3 separate regions of the Mus musculus genome follow, and regions 1 and 2 are each linked to region 3. Evidence: chromatin contacts called from public HiCAR-type and promoter capture Hi-C data. All regions are on one chromosome and are shown on one strand. Each heading gives the region's core, a stretch centred on a gene start, on an enhancer-like site or on the middle of the called end of the contact. The rest is flanking DNA. Distances are from core to core; before and after follow the strand shown.

Region 1 (2,876 bases), core at 267-2,766, 2.9 Mb before region 3:
ATTTAGGAGGCAGAGGTAGACCCAGACTCAAATTATGTTTGAAAACAAAACCCCCTAAATATGCAATCCTACTGAGAATCAAAACACAAGGCTTGGTATCATTAACAGTAACTTTATTCTCTAGCAGGTCATTTCTCTACTGCTTCAGTATTTTCCTCTCAGAGAACACAAGTTTTAGAACTGGATCACTTGGCCCTTCCTCTTCTTGTCGCCTCCCAGTTCAAAATGCTTGCATCTCTTAATGGCCAGCATCCTCTTGGATCTGCAGTTGGGCTCAACACACTCAAGCCTGAGCACAATCTTCTTTGTGGTTTTGGCCTTCTTTCGAAAGATTGGCTTTGTCTGCCCACCGTAGCCACTCTGCTTGCGATCGTAGCGCCGCTTTCCTTGGGCATACAGGGAATCCTTGCCCTTCTTATACTGGGTCACTTTGTGAGGCTGATGCTTGCCACATTTCTTACAGAAAGTCCTTCGGGTTTTTGGTACGTTGACCATGTTTGCAGTAGAAGTGTCTGCGATGAGAACTGTAAGAAAGTTTCAGACATTAAAGATCTTCAAACTCGAAAGTTTTAAACAGGTATAATTTGTAGGAACATATAAAAAAAAAACAGTAATGTTCGAAAATTTGTGAACCCACCAAGTACTCATTTCCCACGTGAATAAAAGGCCAACACGCAGCTGAGTGGATGAGCACTGGCTTAAACACCGGGGTTCAATCCTTACCACTTCAAGCCTATAGAAAAACTGTTTTTTGTTTTTTTAAACTAAAACGAGGCATTAACAGTTAAAAACTCAGACCTGATGGAGTGTGTCCTGGGAGGCTGAGGCAGAGGATTGCTAGTTGAGGTCTGCCTTAGCGTCCAAAGGAACTGACACTTGGAGTGGCCATTACAGTTCTCCCCAAACCAGCGTCCAATTTCTTAGGTCTCACTGCAAGGACAACGCAGTGGCGTCCGGGTAGAGAAGTTTTGCTCGGACTACCCCACAGCAATTCCCTCCGTTTTCTAGCTACGAATGGCTTACAACGAAATATAGTCGTTTCTGCAACAACCGGGCTCGTTCCTTCCCCCCAGCCACGTCAGTCTGTTTTGGCTTCACCCCCTCTAAAGCACCGTCACTCTCCAGCGGGCCCGAAGGCTGACGTGTCGTTAGCAGCCAGCACGCCTCGCCGCCCGGGAGCCGCCATGCTGGAGCGGTCTCTTCCGAGAGAGCCGCGGGCTGACCTCAAGCCGCGGCGGGCAGCACCTGCCCCTTTCCGACGCCTCAAAGAGCTAGGTCGGCTCCGGCTTCCAGGCGACCGCGGTCCCCAAGGAAGCAGCTACCGCTCTGCTCCAGACTTACCGAGAGACCGGCCGCCGCGATCCCCGACTCAACCGCACGCGCCGAACAGGAAAGGGACGAACAGAGCGGAAGTCGGAACTGAACCTGAGCGACGGGAATGCGAACCAATAAGCAGCGGCCTCCTCCGGAGGCTTCTGAGAAGCGCCAATCAGCGCCCGGCGGGGCGGGGCGGGGCGGAGGGTGTGGGCCGGAGGGCCCGGGCGCTCGCAGGCCAGTCGCGGCTTGTCAGAGCGGTCGCTGCCGGAGCGGGGCGAGGCTGCGGCGTTCGGTGTCGCCGTTCCGCCGTGCGAGCAAGGATGAGCGCGCAGAGGACGCAGAGCCACGGGCAGCGCAGGTAAAGGAATCACGGTGTCGGCGACCGCGGCGGGGCTTCTTCCGGGACCCCCGGGTGCTGAATGGAGAGGACCGAGGCGACGTTGAGCCGCGGCTCGTAGCGGCGGGGCGGCTGCCGGAGCTGCAACTGCCAGAGAGGATGCGCGGAGCCCGGGCGGCGCGAGGCAGTTGAGAGCCTTCGGGCCCCAGGACGCCGGAGCCCGGGATGAGTTAGCGAGGGCCGCCGCGGGGGCCAGTTCCTAGGGCTGCAGGCCAAGGCGACGGCGCCGCCCGCCCGCCCCTTCCGTGCAGAGGCCGCCAGCTTCTTTTCCGCGCCCGCGCTCCGGGCCCTGGAGACCATGAGGTTCCGCATCTACAAACGGAAGGTGCTAATCCTGACGCTCGTGGTGGCCGCCTGCGGCTTCGTCCTCTGGAGTAGCAATGGGCGACAAAGGAAGAGCGACGCCCTTGGCCCGCCGCTGCTGGACGCGGAGCCCGTACGGGGTGCGGGCCACCTTGCTGTGTCCGTAGGCATCCGCAGGGTCTCAAACGAATCGGCCGCTCCTCTGGTTCCCGCGGTCCCGCGGCCGGAGGTGGACAACCTAACGCTGCGGTACCGGTCCCTGGTGTACCAGTTGAACTTCGATCAGATGCTGAGGAACGTCGGTAATGACGGCACCTGGAGCCCCGGGGAGCTGGTGCTGGTGGTCCAGGTGCATAACAGGCCGGAATACCTCAGGTTGCTGATAGACTCGCTTCGCAAAGCCCAGGGTATTCAGGAAGTCCTAGTCATCTTTAGCCATGACTTCTGGTCCGCAGAGATCAACAGTCTGATCTCCAGGGTGGATTTCTGCCCGGTTCTGCAAGTGTTCTTTCCGTTCAGCATTCAGCTGTACCCGAATGAGTTTCCGGGTAGTGACCCTAGAGATTGCCCCAGAGACCTAAAGAAGAATGCAGCTCTGAAGTTGGGGTGCATCAATGCCGAATACCCTGACTCCTTCGGCCATTACAGAGAGGCCAAGTTCTCACAAACCAAACACCATTGGTGGTGGAAGCTGCATTTTGTATGGGAAAGAGTCAAAGTTCTTCAAGATTACACTGGCCTTATACTCTTCCTGGAAGAGGACCACTACTTAGCCCCAGACTTTTACCATGTCTTCAAAAAGATGTGGAAACTGAAGCAGCAGGAGTGTCCTGGGTGTGACGTCCTCTCTCTAGGGACC
Region 2 (2,839 bases), core at 287-2,786, 2.2 Mb before region 3:
GGATTAAAGGCGTGCACCACCAACACCCAGGTCAAAAATAAGCTTTTTCTTAATCCCCATAAGGAACTGCACTAACTCTGCCCCTTTGGGACAAAGAACAAAAGCCATGAGGGAATATTGGACAGTGTTTTCCTCTGAACCCTTCAAAAACTTAGCAGACTTAAGAAATCGGTTTGCTTTGCTATGGCATGTTTTTTGTTGTTGTGTAACGGCAGATTACAAATTTATTATTATTTGTCTTAATATAAGAGACCAGTAAAAAGGGTAGCAGTAATTATCCACTCATGATTATGGAATGCTATAAATCCCATAGAGAGGAATTAGTTTAGTAGGAAAACCCCATAAGTTATATTCATTATTATCAACCAGATACAAAATGCCTAAACTTCTGCCAGGTGACAAAGGTCTTCCTCTAAATATGTTTAAATTTCATTACACTTTGTTTATTTCCTGGGAGTGTGTGAGTGTGTATGTGTGGGGGATCCGTGCTTCCACCAAGAGAATCCGGGGACCGTTCTGGGGTCCTAAGTAAGGTTTGGCTCTAAGGGCCTTTAACACCCTGAGCCACCTCACCGGTCCCCAAAGACATCTTCCTACAGGCTGTCATGTTTACACACAAATCCTTTTACTCCAGAACCAGATTACTTACAGTTGACAATTTAGAGTCCGGTTCCACAGAGATTTTTTTCAAGGCAAGTTCACCCAAACCAGTACAGGACGCAAAGGTCTAGATTTACAATACTCTTTCCTATCTACCGCCTTCCGCGAAGCATTTTCCCCCCACATCAACACCAAACCATCCTCCGGAATAACTTCAATACCATAAATACGCCTTAAAACCACAAAAAAAGCTCAGCCGTGGTCTGGAAGGTGCGGTTAAGTCTGCCGGTCGCTAGCCTTAGAACCGATGGGGAACCCAGGGTGCTCGGAACGGTGCGGCGGGCTCCGGGCCGCTTCCTGGCCGGACGCTGTGGTCCGGCGCATCCCGGGGGTGCCCCACGTTCGCAGGCCGGGCCGGGGCCTCACCTTGTACACGTCCCCGTAGGTGCCGCTGCCGACCCTCTGCACCAGCTCGTAGTCGTGCTGCGGGTTCCGTCTCAGGATGTCGGCGGCAGGCCTCAGCGGGGCCTCCATCTTCGCTGCGCCCAGTCCGGGGCTCTGCCCGCCGCAGCCGTCTCCCGCTAACGAGGGCGCGCGGCGCTTCCCAACATGGAGCCTCGGCTCGCAGCTGCGCCTGCACCGGCGAGAGCGAGCGCGGGGGGCGTCACGGGGCGCAACCCCGGCAGCCTCCGGGCCTCGTCGGTCCCGCCAGGCCCCGCGCCGGCCGTACCCGAGAGGCCGTCCGTTCTTGGCCGAGCGCCGGCGTCGGAGACCCGCGTCTTCTCCGAGACGGCCGTGCGCACAGTCGCCGCCGCACCACGTTCCCCACCCGCGGCTGCGTCACCGGGAGACACGTTCGCGGCCGGCGCGGATCGAGCCTGGCCCGCCCGAGAACGCAGGCCGCGGGCCCAGACTGCCGCCCTGAGGCCCGCCGAGTGCACAACACCCTGGACGCCGCCGCGCCCCGCCTCCCAGCTGCTTGCGGGGCGCCGGAGGCGTTCGTGCGGCGTCTGACCCGCCCAGCCTCGGCCAGGATTCGCCCAGTGGCCGGCGGACTAGAGGAGGAGGGTCTGTCCGCAGGCCTCCGGAGCGCTGCCTTCTGCTTCCTTTCGGTACAGGTAAACTGAGGCCGCCCGGGCAGGAGGTGGGGGAGTGCCGGGTTAACTAAATGCCGGCACACCCGACTGCACCGTCCTGTTCCACACACTGTTCCCGGTGGTACCAGTTCCGAGGCTGGACCGCACACCTGCAGAACCTGTCTTCCACCAGGGTTTCCCAGAGCCATTTTTGAAAACCCCAATTCCTTTCGAAGTTTCTGTGGTCTCTGGGCATCACCGCAATATTGCAAGTGTTAATGGGAGGAGTTTTAGAGATGCTAAAGCAAAGCTAGGGACCTTTGTCTGATTCTGCTTCCAAAGTAGGTGATCTGGGACAAGGCATACGTGGCAACATCCCAGTGTCCTTATCTGTAGCTGGAAGAGGATAGGTTTTGCATTTGACACCCGAGAAATGTTTGTAAACCATTTTTACAGCATTGTAAAGAGGAGTGTAAAATGTAAGAGGCTTTAAAATGTAAGAGGCCTAACTAACAATGCCCAAAATATTGGGCAGGAGTTATGAGAAGTGATTTGGTTAATGTTTCAATCTCTTTTGTAATTTGAGTTCCAGTCTTGTTCTTAAGGTAGAAATGAAGTTGCCAATTTTATGTATACTGGTAAAGTTACTTCTAGAGTCTTACAGAGATTTTCAGTTGGAAAACCAGATAAGGACTGGAAAGATGGCCCAATTGTTAGCAGCACCGGCTGCAGCTCAGAGGTTGATTCCCAGCACCTGCGTGGCGGCCCACTCCTCATTAACTCCAACTTGGGATCCAGAGTGGGCTGGGAGGGAGGGCCAACGCCCTCTTCTGGCCTGTGTAGGCACCACATATGCATATGGTGCACAGCTGTACATGCAGGCAAAACACAAAATTAAATAAAAATGTAAGAAAATTGAAAAAACTAGAAAAAAAAACGACAACAGAACAAATTTCAGATGACACGTGACTCCAGACACACTCTAATTCTGTTTTGAGAAATAACTTCTTATAGCTAATAAATGAAGAAATTAAATTAACACCTTAACGGAACAGAGACTGTATGCATTTTCTCGTGATCCACACACAAAGAGCACTTATTTAGGGAACATAAGTAAGCCCAGACTTACATGCCCCAGGGACAAAGCCTGTGTGTGTGCTGCA
Region 3 (2,988 bases), core at 376-2,875:
GAAGTAGTAACCCTCCCATTTCTGTCTTTTTAGTTTTAAATGTTTGGCTTTATGTTTAGTTTTAAATAAACGATTCTCCCCGGGTTCCCACATCATTCAATGAGAGGGGTGGAAATGTACAAGCTGTCCACCCCTGCCCTTCTTAAATGCTGCTGTCCCTGGTTTCAGAATTATGCAGTTTGCCGACTTCCATAACTGAGTCCGGTGGACCCTCTCGGAAGAAGAGCACAACTGGATTTTTTCGAGCCCACATGACCACTTCCCCTCCTGACCCACTAGCTGGGTTGGAAGAAGGCATCCTGCTGCAAGCCCCAAGCCTGTTGGCACAGCCATTTCGAAGGCGATTGCGACTTCTGGCTTGAAAACCTAGGCCTTGGCTAGGCAAAAAAGCATCCATGTTTCTAGTCCTGTACCCTTCTTCGCGGTTGCGTCCTAGGAGCATGGAAATGTTGGGGTTGCGGATGGCATATATGACCGGGTTGATAGCCCCATTGGCCCAGGTCAGCCAAACAGCCGCCACATTGAGCAGCGAGGGAGCCTGCGTGGCCTGACCCTGCCGGGTCGCGGCCAGCAGCACCAGGAAGCAGTAGGGACCCCAGCAGCACATGACAAAGATAATCATGATGAGCACGGTGGTGGCTGTGCGCACCTCGCTGAAGAAGCGCAGCACGCGCGCGTAAGTGGTCATCGGCCGCACGCGCACGTCCGACAGGCGCACGGTCTTGCAGATGTGGTAGCGGCAGAAACACATCAGTAGGAAGGGCAGCAAGTAGCAAGCCACCACCAGTCCCACGCTGTAGGCGACGCCCAGCTGCGCAGGGTCTGGGGAGGTTCTGTAAAGGCAGCGGTGGAAGCTCTGCGGAGCGGGGGGCTCCCGGGGTGCCCTGAGCAGGTCCCAGGGCAGGGAGAAGCCCAGCGCAGCCAACCACGCTCCTGCCAGCAGCTGCAGCGCGCGCCGCCGGCCCAGCTTGTCCCGCGGCGGCCGCACGATGGCGCAGTAGCGGTCCAGCGAGATGAGCGCCACGCTGAACGTGGATACGATTCCGAAACACGAACTGAAGAAGCGGCTGGCTGCGCAGAAGCTGCGCCAGGGCCCAGAGTCTCCGGGAGGCGCGAATAGATCGAGGAAGGCGGCGGGTAGGCAGAGCAGCGCAGTGAGCAGGTCCGACAGGGACAGCGACAGGATGAAGGCGTTTGTGACCGTGCGCAGCTGCCGATGCTTCACGATCACCCCCATCACCGCGCAGTTGCCCAGGCTAGACAGCAAGAAGATGAGCAGGAGCACGAGCGCCTGGGCGGCCACCGCTGCCCCGTGCCATAGCAGCGGTGCGGGTCCCCGAGACCCCGCTGCCTCCGGCCTGCCCGCATCGCTTTGGTTTCCCAGCGTTACCGTGGCTACGGAGCTGAACGACAGCGCGGCTGCAGTGGCCGTGGAAGCCGCCCCTCCCGGATGCGCGCTACCCTGCAAGGTTGCACTCGCGGCCGGGCGGCCAGGCGGCCGCGCCTGCTCCTCCATGGGGTTCCACGCAGGCCGCCGCTCTGCTCATCCCGCAGCAGGGTGAAAGGTTGTGCGGACCAGAACGGCAGCTGCGGGGAGTGGGTGGGACTCGGTCACCACTCGGGACTGGTGGAACCTTGACGTGGGTTCTAGGCGTTGCCGAGGGAACCGCCTATTTACGCAGGAACGCGGGGCGGGACGCTAGCGGTGTACCCCAGGAGAGCCGGCCCACCTTATCTCCTTTCCCAGCCTGAGGGTGACCAAGCCACGGGTCTGCTAGTCTGAGAGAAGGCATGGTTCACCTCTGGCACCCCGGCAGGCCGGAGAAAGCCAGACCACCCCGCAAACGAATGGCAGATTCAGCTGAGGCGCTCTTGCTCCTTCCTGTCCAGCACAGATGCCCTGGTGGGGAGGGGATGCTGCTGTGGGCGTCTCTGGCCTCCACAGGTAGGAAAGGAAAAAGAGTCCACACCTGGAGATCTTGAACATGGTAGGGGTGGGGTATTCTAGTACCTCTGCATTTTGAGTGGGCAACAGAATCAGTCATGCTACAAGCGACTAGGTTCTAATCTCAGTTTCAGACAATGTAGCTCTGGGATGAGTACCAAGAATTCATATTGATAGTGAGGATGATGATGATCCAAGGGCCACATTTGGAAAATCACTGCTGGAACAAATTTGTTTCAGTAGACTCCTTGCTCACATTGAACATTCCTGAGGTTGGGCTTCCCGCTTAAGCCTGTTTCTGAACAGGTGTTCTCAAGGACTGGAATGTGGATCTAGGAAGGAAGATGTCATTACTGTTCAAGGGCCGGGGCTTTGGATGGTAACTAGTTAAGTGCATTTAAAGGTTTCTCAGAATCAGCCTTACAGCGTCTGGGCTAGATCATCACGTTTGTGTTCTTTGTTGGTAGGGGCTGTTCCATTCGAGGATGATTGACAGTATTTTTGTATCCACCATTGGATGGCAGCAGCTGCAACAACCCAAATAAACAGCAAATAAAAGACCCTGCCCCATAAGACTTTAAGTCTTAGGAAAACACAAATACATTACAAGATGAGTGTTTTATTTTAATAGGAAATTCAATGGAGATCGTTGCTAGAGGAGTAGATAAAAACTTTTTATGCCAAACCACATTGGACTATTGGGGTCCGGGTGGGGGTGGGGAGCAGAGGAGGAGAAGGAAGAAGAGATACAGTGAATGCAAACGTGGTGGCAAGAGGTTAACCCTGAAGGTGACAGTGTCTGAATTCCAGGCTCCATGCAAGTGGTGTGGGAGGTGGTAAATGGGAGATGTGTAAGGTTTTCACGGGACAGCATTTATGTGCTGTACTGTGGAGACTGAATGTTATGGAGGTGTGGTAGTTCGAATATGCTTGGCCCAGGGAATGGCACTATTTGGAGGTGTGGCCTTGTTGGAGGAACTGAGTCACTATGGGTGTTGGCTTTAAGCTGCCTGGAAGTTAGTTTTATCCTAGTGGCCTTCAGA

What was found. Promoter capture Hi-C pulls out the DNA fragments that hold promoters and counts their contacts. HiCAR-type assays count read pairs that join an accessible place to other places.
Region 1: a promoter capture Hi-C map of liver shows a contact between it and region 3, with 2.5 times the contacts expected there. The contact joins the promoter of Mgat2 here to the promoter of Gpr135 in region 3.
Region 2: a HiCAR-type map of astrocytes shows a contact between it and region 3, with 2.9 times the contacts expected there. The contact joins the promoter of Map4k5 here to the promoter of Gpr135 in region 3. A contact is called at or near these places in 2 of 39 promoter capture datasets (both in liver) and 1 of 115 datasets of contacts at active chromatin or transcription factors (astrocytes).

The regions. Positions count from the first base shown.
Region 1 is chr12:69,182,642-69,185,517 of GRCm38.p6, forward strand. Mgat2 (mannoside acetylglucosaminyltransferase 2) reads left to right here and starts at 1,517. Exons shown (of 1, transcript NM_146035.2): 1 at 1,517-2,876. The coding sequence starts at 2,013. Rpl36al (ribosomal protein L36A-like) reads right to left here and starts at 1,426. Exons shown (of 2, transcript NM_025589.4): 1 at 1,342-1,426; 2 at 93-524. The coding sequence starts at 495. The coding sequence ends at 175.
Region 2 is chr12:69,891,627-69,894,465 of GRCm38.p6, forward strand. It overlaps Map4k5 (mitogen-activated protein kinase kinase kinase kinase 5), which reads right to left and starts at 1,537. Exons shown (of 32, transcript NM_201519.2): 1 at 1,027-1,537. The coding sequence starts at 1,134. Atl1 (atlastin GTPase 1) reads left to right here and starts at 1,479. Exons shown (of 15, transcript NM_178628.5): 1 at 1,479-1,718.
Region 3 is chr12:72,069,476-72,072,463 of GRCm38.p6, forward strand. It overlaps Gpr135 (G protein-coupled receptor 135), which reads right to left and starts at 1,626. Exons shown (of 1, transcript NM_181752.2): 1 at 1-1,626. The coding sequence starts at 1,516. The coding sequence ends at 143. It overlaps Gm3225 (predicted gene 3225), which reads left to right and starts at 1,699. Exons shown (of 2, transcript NR_168042.1): 1 at 1,699-1,945; 2 at 2,413-2,540. It also overlaps a transcript of L3hypdh not described here.